Regions from separate parts of the Mus musculus genome. Here regions 1 and 3 are each linked to region 2. A link is a contact called in public promoter capture Hi-C data. All regions are on one chromosome and are shown on one strand. Each heading gives the region's core, a stretch centred on a gene start, on an enhancer-like site or on the middle of the called end of the contact. The rest is flanking DNA. Distances are from core to core; before and after follow the strand shown. Region 1 holds the start of Zfp369 (zinc finger protein 369). Region 2 holds the start of Cdc14b (CDC14 cell division cycle 14B). Region 3 overlaps Fbp1 (fructose bisphosphatase 1).

Region 1 (3,478 bases), core at 450-2,949, 1.0 Mb after region 2:
TCAAGCCAGCTCAGTCAGTCAACAGGGTCTCAAGGGAGGGAGTGAGGATTGAAAAGAAAAAGACAATTAGACTTAATACCACTCAAACCTGTGCAGAGGCTGAAGTGGGTTTATTTTTCTCCAGTCTGTTTTTATGCCATTCTAAGTACATGCAGAGAATAAGGTCAGTTTTCAGTCAAGGAACAAACAAGGCAATAAACAAGGTCCCGTGGTATTCAGGGACTTACAAGATGATCAAGATCTTGAGCCTACTTTCTTGTCCTAGCCCAAAGTCAAATTCTTGCCTGAGCCTACTTCTGTGTTCTAGTCTAATGTCAAATTTCTGCCAAATTCCTAGAAGCTGCCCTAAGAGCTCTCCATATGCATGGATATTTACAGTTAGCCTCCCTGGGACTGAGGGTAATTTTAATTCTCCTCATACATCTCTGATCCTCCGTGTCCCTTTGTAACTGGTCTTTGCTACTTTGTCGGTTCTCTTTTTCCTCCCATTATTATCCTTACCCCCCTTTCTACCCCCTAACACTAGACAGGAAAGGAACAAGAGTAGAGGGGAGAGAGTGATTAGGAAGATCCCCGAATCTGATTTCTTTTCTCTTGCTTCTCCTTTGGCCTCAGCTACTAACAAACTACAACCAACCTCCTCCCTATACAACCAACAACTGGCCCACCCCAGCCCCCAGCCTATCGGGCTCTAACATTTATATACCCTCTGAAAAGTTCCCAGAGTTCCAAATATAACACAATTACCAAAACTCTGCTGCAGACAGAACCGCGATTCTGCTAGAGCACAAGGCAAATAAATCATGGTCAGTTGCTTCAGGCAGTCGGAAGCAGCCCTACGTCCCTATACCCGGAATCAAAATAAAAGCACCTTCTTATAATATTTGGTTTTTTTTTTTTTCAAGAAACCAAAATTCTAGAATTTTCACTACATCCCTTCCTCTGCTGGGGAAAACTGGAGAGGACATTTAGTGTAGCCTACCATATCCTTCAAGTCCACCAGGTCTCCACACTTACCACCTAAACGTTGTAAGACCATACAACCCTGCCTAAACCATACAACCCTGCTCACTCTACAGATCTGGACGCAAACGCCTGTCCTCTCATAGAAACGAGTAAAATTTTAATTCCAATGCCTAATGGCTTTCTGTTTCTACGGTTTAGTCCTTTCTTCCTCTCCCTTTAAGGACACCGCTGAAACTACAGCACGATTGCATTCTTTTCTCCTTCCCCTAAGGAAACTCGGTTAAATGACTTTGTCTTCTCTTGCCTTCGACCCACAGCCAGTCCCCATCCGGGTCCCTCCCCTCTACACTAGTCGAGCTGTGTATTCTGTGTGTCCCCTCCTTCCGCCCTCCTTCCGCCCTCCTTACTCTGCTACAAGGCGAGCATCCCCCAGCCGATCTAACACCAGCACTTCTTCCGGTTTGTCCAAGTTCATTTGCTCCTGTTAGTGGGTTCGACTCCCTCCTAGTCTCGGTCTCTGTCCACGGAGATGCTTAGCATCTTAGTAGCCTCCTTCAAAGGCTTCATCCTAGTTCTTTAGCAGCCAGTAGCAGACGCTTACGGACTTCGGCTTAGCCTGCCAACAGGAAGGACGCCAACAGATTGCCGCCGCTCGACGTCCGCGGGGGCGCCTGGGAGTTGTAGTCCGGACCAGCGAGCCGACTCAGGGGCTAGACCGACAGGCAAGAGCCATTGTGTTTATCGCAAGCACTCGTAACGCTGCGTGAAAGCCCGTCGGGGACAACTCCTATCTTCTGTTTCATTTGCAGCCTCCGGAGTCCAGTGTCGGCTTCGTTAGTGGCTCCACTTCTATGGACCCCGGAGAAGGTGTGTAGTCGTGGGTCCGGATCCTGAGGAGGCATCCCGTTCTAGATGGGGAACACGGTTTAAGAAAACCGACCGCATTCTGGATTGGAGGACATCAACCATCCCCTCTCGGTTAGAGGGGAACCTGTTTTGTAAGCTTATGGGAGTCGGGGAGAGGACTCACTGGGCACTTGGCAATTTTGGGGCGGACTGGTTATGTCCTGCAGAGGTCGGAATATGGGCAGAAGTGGGGGAGCCACTGGGCACATTCCTTAGTGCCTCTTCCACCTTCAGGACGATCAGCATTCTGCCTCCTACCGCTAGAGAACACTGAGGACAGTATGGCTTCCACGCTTCCAACAACCTGGCCCCATGTGAGTAAAGGCTTCTTTTCAGCTTTTGTGACGGCTCAGGGGCCGGCTAGTGGTGAGATGTTTGCTCTCAAATACCCTAGAGTTACGGGAGGAGTTGAAGGACTGCCCAAGAGGGGGGTTAGAATAGAAGAAACAAACAAACCGATTTCTGAACTGGAACTGGCAAGCCAGATTGAGGCAAGCCAGATTGAAGCTTTTCAATTCAAAAACAAAAAATGTTTCTATTACATTTATTTTGTGTGTGGGTATGCACATGTGTGCTATTGCCTGCTTGTGGGCACCTTTCCGGATTGCTACCCTTCTTTCAACATGAGTCCTGGAGATCAATCAAACTCAGGCTTGGTAGCCTTTACCCACTGAGCCATCTCACCAGTCCTTTTCAACTTTTTTTTTTTTTTTTTTTAAAGCTGGGGATCTGGCCAGGCTTTGGTGGCACAAGCCTTTAATCCCAGCACTTGGGAGGCAGAGGCAGGCCCGATTTCTGAGTTTGAGGCCAGCCTGGTCTACAGAGTGAGTTCCAGGACAGCCAGGGCTATACAGAGAAACCCTATCTCGACAGAACAACAACAACAACAACAAAAGCTGGGGATCTGGTTGAGAGAAACTGACAGGTGTTAGAAGATAAGAGGCTCATGTTTAGTTTTCAGCAGCTACTTTAAAGAAGTGATAATTCAAAAACAAGAAAAGAGGTATAGATGGGAGCCAACAGTCCTATCCCCTGGTTAGTGAGAAATGAACAGGTTTTCATAGACCACAGTCTCACTTGTCCCCTGATTAGTGTCAGACCGATTTGCTCAAGGATTCAGACAAAGGAACATGAGATAAGTAAAATGTAGCTGGGTCATCTTGCTCAGCCTTTCTATTTTTCTGACACCATGGAAGAGGAAAACCTGCGGCTGAACTGCATCTTATGGCTTTTAGGAATCTGTGAAGTTTGAAGATGTATCACTGAGATTTACCGAGGAAGAGTGGGCACTGCTAGATCGCCAACAGAAGTGCCTGTACAGGGAAATCATGATGGAGAACCTCAATAACATGATTTCAGTAGGTAAGCCAGGCTCCACTTTAATAAACACTTGTTTGGGTGGGTGCAGCACGCTTTTAATTCCAGGACTTCAGAGGTGGAGGAGGATTAGAAGTTCAATGCCAGGCTTGACTCTACCTGCCCCCACCCAACTCTGACATTTTCTTTTTTTTTTAAATTTTTTATTAGATATTTTCTTCATTTACCCCTGTACCCTCCCCTCACCCTGCTCCCCTACCCACTCACTCCCACTTCTTGGCCATGGGAT
Region 2 (3,119 bases), core at 412-2,911:
AAAAATCAATCGTATACCATCCTGCATGGGTTTGCAAAGAATAGATACATATGTGTGCCAGTGGAGGATATTTCTGGAAAGATTCACGAGAACTTGGCAACATCTGTTACATTTAGGGGGCACTTCTTTGTCTTTGCCACAAAGTTTTCTCAGTATACTCTGTGTATCTTTACAATTTAGAGCTATACGAAAATAAGTTTGCCCCATACAAAAAAAAGAGCAGAAATAATGTGCAGATTCAACCAGCACGAAGTCTCTGGAAGGAACCCGGGCAAGGGTGTCTCCTCCTTCAGGGTCACACACCGGTAGACCTGGGCAGACACTAGTCAGGGGCTATAGTTAAAACAAGTCCTTCGTCTTCCTCCTTCAAACGCTAAAAAAAAAAACCCTTTCCTCTCCTCTCAGCTTCCTTTAAAAACCGGTCTTACTTTCTAGTTGCCCATTAATCTAGAATATACTTTCTACTAAATTTGTTTGTCTAAACACTTCCTAAATAAATAAATGTCACCAATCGAGAGCCCACCTAGCAAAGTCCAAGTTCAAGTCTTGGAAACCTTTTCTAAAAACCCCACCAAGAGGTGGACACCATCCGCCCCAGAAAACGCGGCACCTTCCTTCAACCGCGCAGGCAGCTATGCAGCTGACAACGCTTTTCCACGTACATCAGTACAACGAAGGCAAAGCTCTGGCTTCTCTATCAACCCCAGCAAACCGAGCGGCTGCCAAAACGGATTTCTTTCGTCTTCAAGAACTGAGACACCAAGAAAAAAAATCACCCTCGAAAGCGGCTATTCTACCCGCTCCGGCTGGCGGGGATTTCTCAAAAGTGACACCTCTGAGCTCTTAGCACGCTTGGTGGTTCAAACGCCATCAACGTGACACCTTTCTGGAGGCACGAGAGGGAGGGCAAAGATCCCTCAGGAGGCCTGAGAGGGCGCGACAGCGTGGGGGGCGGGGGGGGGGTGTCGGACGGCCGGGGGCTCGGGCCGGATCCCACGCGTTGCTAAGGCTCAGCGAGGCTTTGGGCCCTCGGGACAGCAAAGACCAGCGGGACTCAGCAGAGGCTCGGACTCGCGTGGGAACAACCGCGCCGGCTCATCCCGCGATGAGGTGGGTTCGAGGGCAGAGCCGCCCCGCTCCCGAGGCCGGACTCACTTGCAGGAGTGACCCCTCGGCCCATCTCCGGTAAAGTTGCTACCGCGGGCGCACGGGCGACTAGAGGCTCGAGGAGGCGCGAGCCTCGTGGGGGTGTGGCGGGGCTCACCCGTGATGTCCAGGTACAGGTCGTCCTGCTGCTCCAGGCGGTGCAGCTCCTGCGGCGTGGAGCTGCGGCTCTTCTTCACGCCGGGAGAGGAGGACGAGCTGCGGCGTGAGCAGGGGGGCGCGGTGGCCCAAGCCGAGCGCCGCTCGCTCTTACGCTTCATGGAGGCGGTCGCGGCCCGTCAGGGGACCGCGACCATGGCCCGGCAACCCGGCCCGGGTCCTCGCGCTGCGTCTCCCGCCGCCCGCGACCCGGGGGCCCCACAGCGCTGGCCGGTGGCTGGAGCAAAGCGCGCGCTCCCTGGGACGCTGCTGCCGTGGCGTCCGAGCTCAGCGGGCCGCGGCTCCCGGGGACCCCCAGGAGGGATGTTCCGTGGAGCTTCATTCACAAAAAGAAGGGCCCACAACCCTCCTCGGGGCCTACCGGCTCGGGCCGCTCATTGGTCAGTGCGGCGTGACGTCACGCAACTGGAGCCTTCCTACAGGCAGGTACTCGGTGACGCCATAAAGAAAAGTCTGAGCGCTTCCGCCAATCGGGCAGAAAGCGTGCTGGCGACCCCCTTGGTGGGACCCCTCTAACTTTTGTCTCTTGTGTCCAGGTGTTGACGCCTCAGTCCCCAGTTCCTCGAGTGAGTCTCCGAGTTCCTGCACAACCCTACCCTAATAACTCCACTTCGGATCTTTGAGATGGAATTTTTTTCTTTTTTAAGTGTTTCTTGGGTCTCCCCTGTAATTCGCGCCAAGGGAGCCTTGTCATGGCCGCCTGCTAGGAGAGTGTGTAGGCTGCTGAAACGGTCCTCAGCTCTGTGGACGCAAGGCAGAGTGGACCTCAGAACTTAGAAGTTCAGACCAGCGCCGTTTTCCCACCTATCCGATCGGATCGGATCGATAAGGGCTTCTTAGCGTCGGTGAAACCACCTGGAGATGCGATTTACCGCGGTGGTTTGAACCTTCCGACACCTCACCTCGGAACCCAGGAGCGCGCTAGCTCTCGCTGTGGGTAGCCGAGGTGGCCACGGTCCGACTTAGCACGAAGTGTTGGAGCATGTGGCCAGCTGAGCAAACGGCCTTTTCTCCTTTGGGTCTGCAGTGGTACCGCCCCATATTTTGCTACTGGGTTAAAAAGATATCAGATCTTTCTGGAACTTGACCATAGCTGCCATTTTGAAGAGCCCAGCTTCACGGTAGCATCTACTTGGGCGAGGAGACTGGAAGCAGTCGGTAGTCCCAAAGTCCCCATCGGCAGGACTGTAGTCAACAGCGATTTAGTCTGAAAGGGAAGTCAAGAGTCAGAGGGATAAATTTCAGTCCCTCCTCCCCTCCCCCAAAGAACCTCTCAGAAATGCAGATTTCACGAAGTTCCTTCCCCTAGGGAAGGCTTCTTTTGTTTTGAAGCCCTACCTTAAGCCTGCTGCTTCGGAAAAGATAAGATATGGGACTGGCTTTCCTTAGCCAGGGGCCCTTAAGAACCTGCTTGTTCACCTTTCGGGTTTCCATAGGACATCAACGAAGGCCTTACATTTAAAATGTCTGTAGTGTTAGCAAAAACTTTTGCCCAGGAAGAGAAAGTCCTTCACACGGTTCCAAGGACTCACAGTAGAAGGGCCACCAAATGTCACAATCAGAAATTTTATGAAAAGTTTTTTTTTTTTTGGTTTGTTTTTTTTTTTTTTAACCACCACTATAATCCATAGGATTACATGGAAGAAAGTGTTCCACTACACAGCCCAGACTGGGCTGAAAATGGCATCTGCCTCTCCAGTGCTGGGATTCCTGGTGTGAGCCACTGCAGGCACCTTACTGGATTCTCCCTCCCTCTCTCTCTCTCTCTCTCTCTCTCTCTCTCTCTCTCTCTCTCT
Region 3 (3,238 bases), core at 644-3,143, 1.4 Mb before region 2:
CTTTTTGCTGCCAAAGAGACCTGGGACAGGGGAGCCTACTGGGGGAAGGGTAGCTGAAATTCCTACCAGAGGGGGATATAGACTGAAGTGGACACCTCCTGGTGTGAAGCAGGACTTCCAGAGGAGGGAGAGAGACAGCAATCCACCCACAAAACCTTCAACCCCAAATCTGTCTTGCCTACAAGGTGTGCAGGGATAAAGATGGAGCAAAGGCTGAGGGAACAGCCAATGGATGACTGCCCCAACTTGAGACACATCCCATGTGAGAGCGCTAACACCCGACACTATTAATGACCCTCTGCTATGCTTGCAGACAGGAGCCTCGCATAACTGCCTTCTGAGAGGCTTCATCCAACAGCAGATGGAAACAGAGGCAACAGACCTACAACCAAATAACAGGCAGAGCTTGGGGAGTCTTGTACAAGACTGAGGGATAGAAAATGAACAAGTTGGAGGGGTCAAGGACACCACAAGAAGACCTACGGAGTCAACTAACTTGGGCCACTGGGGGCTCACAGAGACTGAACCACCAGCCAGGGAACTGGACATAGCTCCCCTACACATTTGTAGCAAATTTGCAGCTTGGTGTTCATGTAGGATCCCTAACAAGTGGAGTGGGGGCTGTCTTGGTCTCTGTTCCTTCCATTGGATCCCCTTCCCCCTACCTAGACTTCATAGTTTGGACTCAGTGGGAGAGGATGTCTAGATGTCCCAGAGTGGAGTGGTACCCAAGGGGGATCCCCCTTCTCTTAGAAGAGTAGGGAACAATGGGAGGAGAAATTTGTAAGGGTAGGATTAGAAGGAGAGAAGGGAAGAGGTTGTGATAGGGATATAAAGTAAATAAAAATAAATTATTGGAAAAAGAAAGAAAATTAATCATCACACACATGGAGTTTACCTTCTCCACACAATTTCAGATCTGCACCCACAACCTCTCCTTCAGAAACCATGAGTCTCTGCAGAGCATCAGTCAAAGTTCCTCAAGCATTGTAAGGTAAAGAAGCAGGGGTCTCCACAACCCGTGTGGCTCTTGGAGCCTGTCTGACCCACTGAACCAGTGTGACCTCTCGAGCTTCAGGCACACTTCAGGAGGACTTGGGAGTGGGAGGGAGGGCCTCCAAGTTCTGCAGGGAGCTTCCACACCAGCATCTGTAAACGGGAGGGGAAGTCACCAGCTGCCCTCCGTGGGACAAAGCCCCTCACACACCACCGGGCTCACCTTGGTTCTCCGGGACCAGATCAGGGTTTTCCTGACCATAGAAGCTTTTTCTGAGGCCAGCTGGGCCCTGCTACCAATGAGAGATGTGAGCACAGAGAATGAAGATAGCAAGGGCCTCAGCCGGGCCCAGCCCCTTCTGCAGCCTCCCAGGATAACTCAAGTCAGTACCAGCCTTCCAAGAGGCCATGGCTCCCTCACTGCAGGGGAAGCTTGTCCTAATGGGAGTTACTTCAGAAAACAAAGGCAACAAGCTGTTCCCCAGCTCCCTTTTGTTGGGTCTCAAAGGACAAATGTCAAAGCACAGTGGTTATGAAAGAGGAAACAGCTGGAGGACTCCCCAGGAAGCAGTGGGCAGAACGCAAAACGGTGGGGTGCCTGCCCAGGCCTGAGCACCACTGGCTACTAATGTGGGCAATAGAATGTAAGTGCCCAACCCAGTCACAGACAACCTGCCCGCATACCGGGACCCTGAACCCTGAACCTGGGGTGTCAAGCTCATTAAATCTGCATTTCAGATATGCGTGGGTTATAGCTGGCATTCAAAGGTTTCTGGCAAGGCCTGGGCATGTGCTCCGCATGCTTTAGCATACAAAAGGTTCTAAGATCAAGCCCCAGTACATTTGCATATAGCCCAGTCAGGGTTAGGAAATCTGAGACTAGAAAAGATAACAGTGACCAGCACAACACAGTGACTTATCTCTTTTGAAATCTCTGTGTCATGTCTTGGCTGGCTGGGCCAGCCCAGGAACTACTCTTTTTGTGCAGGCCTCTTCCTGAGGAAGTGGCAGCCTGCTTTGTTTCTGGTGAGATCTGATGCCGGAACTGGGGCTTCCGGGGTGTAAGGTAAATGCTGGGGGAATTCAATTCCTTAAAGGAACTGACCTTACAGCTGAGGCATGGTGGCATACACCTTTAATCTCAGCACTCAGGAGTCAGAGGCAGGAGGATTTCTGAGTTCGAGGCCAGCCTGGTCTACAAAGTGAGTTCCAGGACAGCCAGGGCTACACAGAGAAACCCTGTCAAAAAACAAACAAACAAACAAACAAAAAAAAAAAAGGAACTGACATTACCAGAGCTGGCACATCTGAGAATTTACAGTTCTTGAGCCTGAACAAAAGAGCATTTCTGCACTGGAGAGATGGCTCAGTGGTTAAGAGCACTAACTACTCTTCCAGAGGTCCTGAGTTCTAATCCCAGCAACCATATGGTGGCTCACAACCATCTGTAATGGGGACCTGATGCCATCTTCTGGTGTGTCTGAAGACAGCTACAGTATACTTGTATAAATAAATCTTTTTTTTTTTTTAAGAGTATTTCCTTCAGCTCATATCTCTAACTCCAGGAGCAAAATCAAAGCAGCACAGGTTAACATTCAAAGCTACAGGCTGGAGCTCCAGAGGTCGGAAATTCCAATCTCATCTCCCCTACGTGCTTAGCAGCCCTGTGTAAGTCACTTCACGCCTCTTGGTGTCTTGTCCTTCAACTGTAATGTGGGGATACAGACATCAGCTTCATGGTACATAGGGAAGGGGGAAAATTAGTTGATAGGGGCCAAAGGCTCTAAATAATACCCCTGTTTAGACAGACATTTAAGAACTATTATCATCCTACTTCATCTCTGGTCCTGTCAACATTAGCACATCCGTGCTCAAGAACAGGTGAGGCCCTAGAAAAAAGTCAGCAGCACAAAGACCTGGGTTCAGATTCTCGCTGTTCCTTCTACCAAGTATGTGACCTCTGTCAGTTTGCCTAAAACTCCCTGGCTCATCAATATAAACTTAGCCAGAAACAGGGAGCTTGGCAGACCTGGGCTACCGATGTGTCCCTGGGCACGCCTGACTTCCTAAAATGACAGCCAAGGTCGTGCTTACCAGATTCCCCAGAGCATCCACTAAGCAAGCTTTTGTCGATGGGTGGGTGAGAGATCAGTTCTAAATCTCTTTGGCAGACAAATTCTAAGAGGGCGGCTGGCCAGCCGACACAGGATTGTCATCACAAGTAAATGGCACGAAGAAGAGA

The links. Promoter capture Hi-C pulls out the DNA fragments that hold promoters and counts their contacts.
Region 1: a contact with region 2 is called in a promoter capture Hi-C map of pre-B cells. The contact joins the promoter of Zfp369 here to the promoter of Cdc14b in region 2. A contact is called at or near these places in 13 of 39 promoter capture datasets (the 3T3-L1 cell line, cranial neural crest, embryonic stem cells and 8 more), 3 of 115 datasets of contacts at active chromatin or transcription factors (bone marrow-derived dendritic cells, bone marrow-derived macrophages and stem cell-derived neural progenitor cells) and 1 of 9 other capture datasets (adipose tissue).
Region 3: a promoter capture Hi-C map of pre-B cells shows a contact between it and region 2, with 4 times the contacts expected there. The contact joins the enhancer-like site here to the promoter of Cdc14b in region 2. A contact is called at or near these places in 6 of 39 promoter capture datasets (cranial neural crest, hippocampal neurons, liver and 2 more).

The regions. Positions count from the first base shown.
Region 1 is chr13:65,277,155-65,280,632 of GRCm38.p6, forward strand. Zfp369 (zinc finger protein 369) reads left to right here and starts at 1,700. Exons shown (of 8, transcript NM_178364.5): 1 at 1,700-1,833; 2 at 2,107-2,186; 3 at 3,108-3,234. The coding sequence starts at 1,818.
Region 2 is chr13:64,273,327-64,276,445 of GRCm38.p6, forward strand. Cdc14b (CDC14 cell division cycle 14B) reads right to left here and starts at 1,662. Exons shown (of 14, transcript NM_172587.3): 1 at 1,265-1,662. The coding sequence starts at 1,424.
Region 3 is chr13:62,878,483-62,881,720 of GRCm38.p6, forward strand. All of the region lies in intron 1 of Fbp1 (fructose bisphosphatase 1), which reads right to left. Gm38679 (a long non-coding RNA gene) reads right to left here. Exons shown (of 3, transcript XR_873587.2): 2 at 1,220-1,286; 3 at 1-1,149. Among named protein-coding and RNA genes, the nearest start is that of Gm38679, 5.0 kb to the right of the region's middle. Within about 2 kb of position 1,894, at least 138 of the 459 cell types and tissues checked have an H3K27ac peak or open chromatin away from gene starts, as enhancers often do. A contact at or near this core is called in liver and pre-B cells, where this site is marked.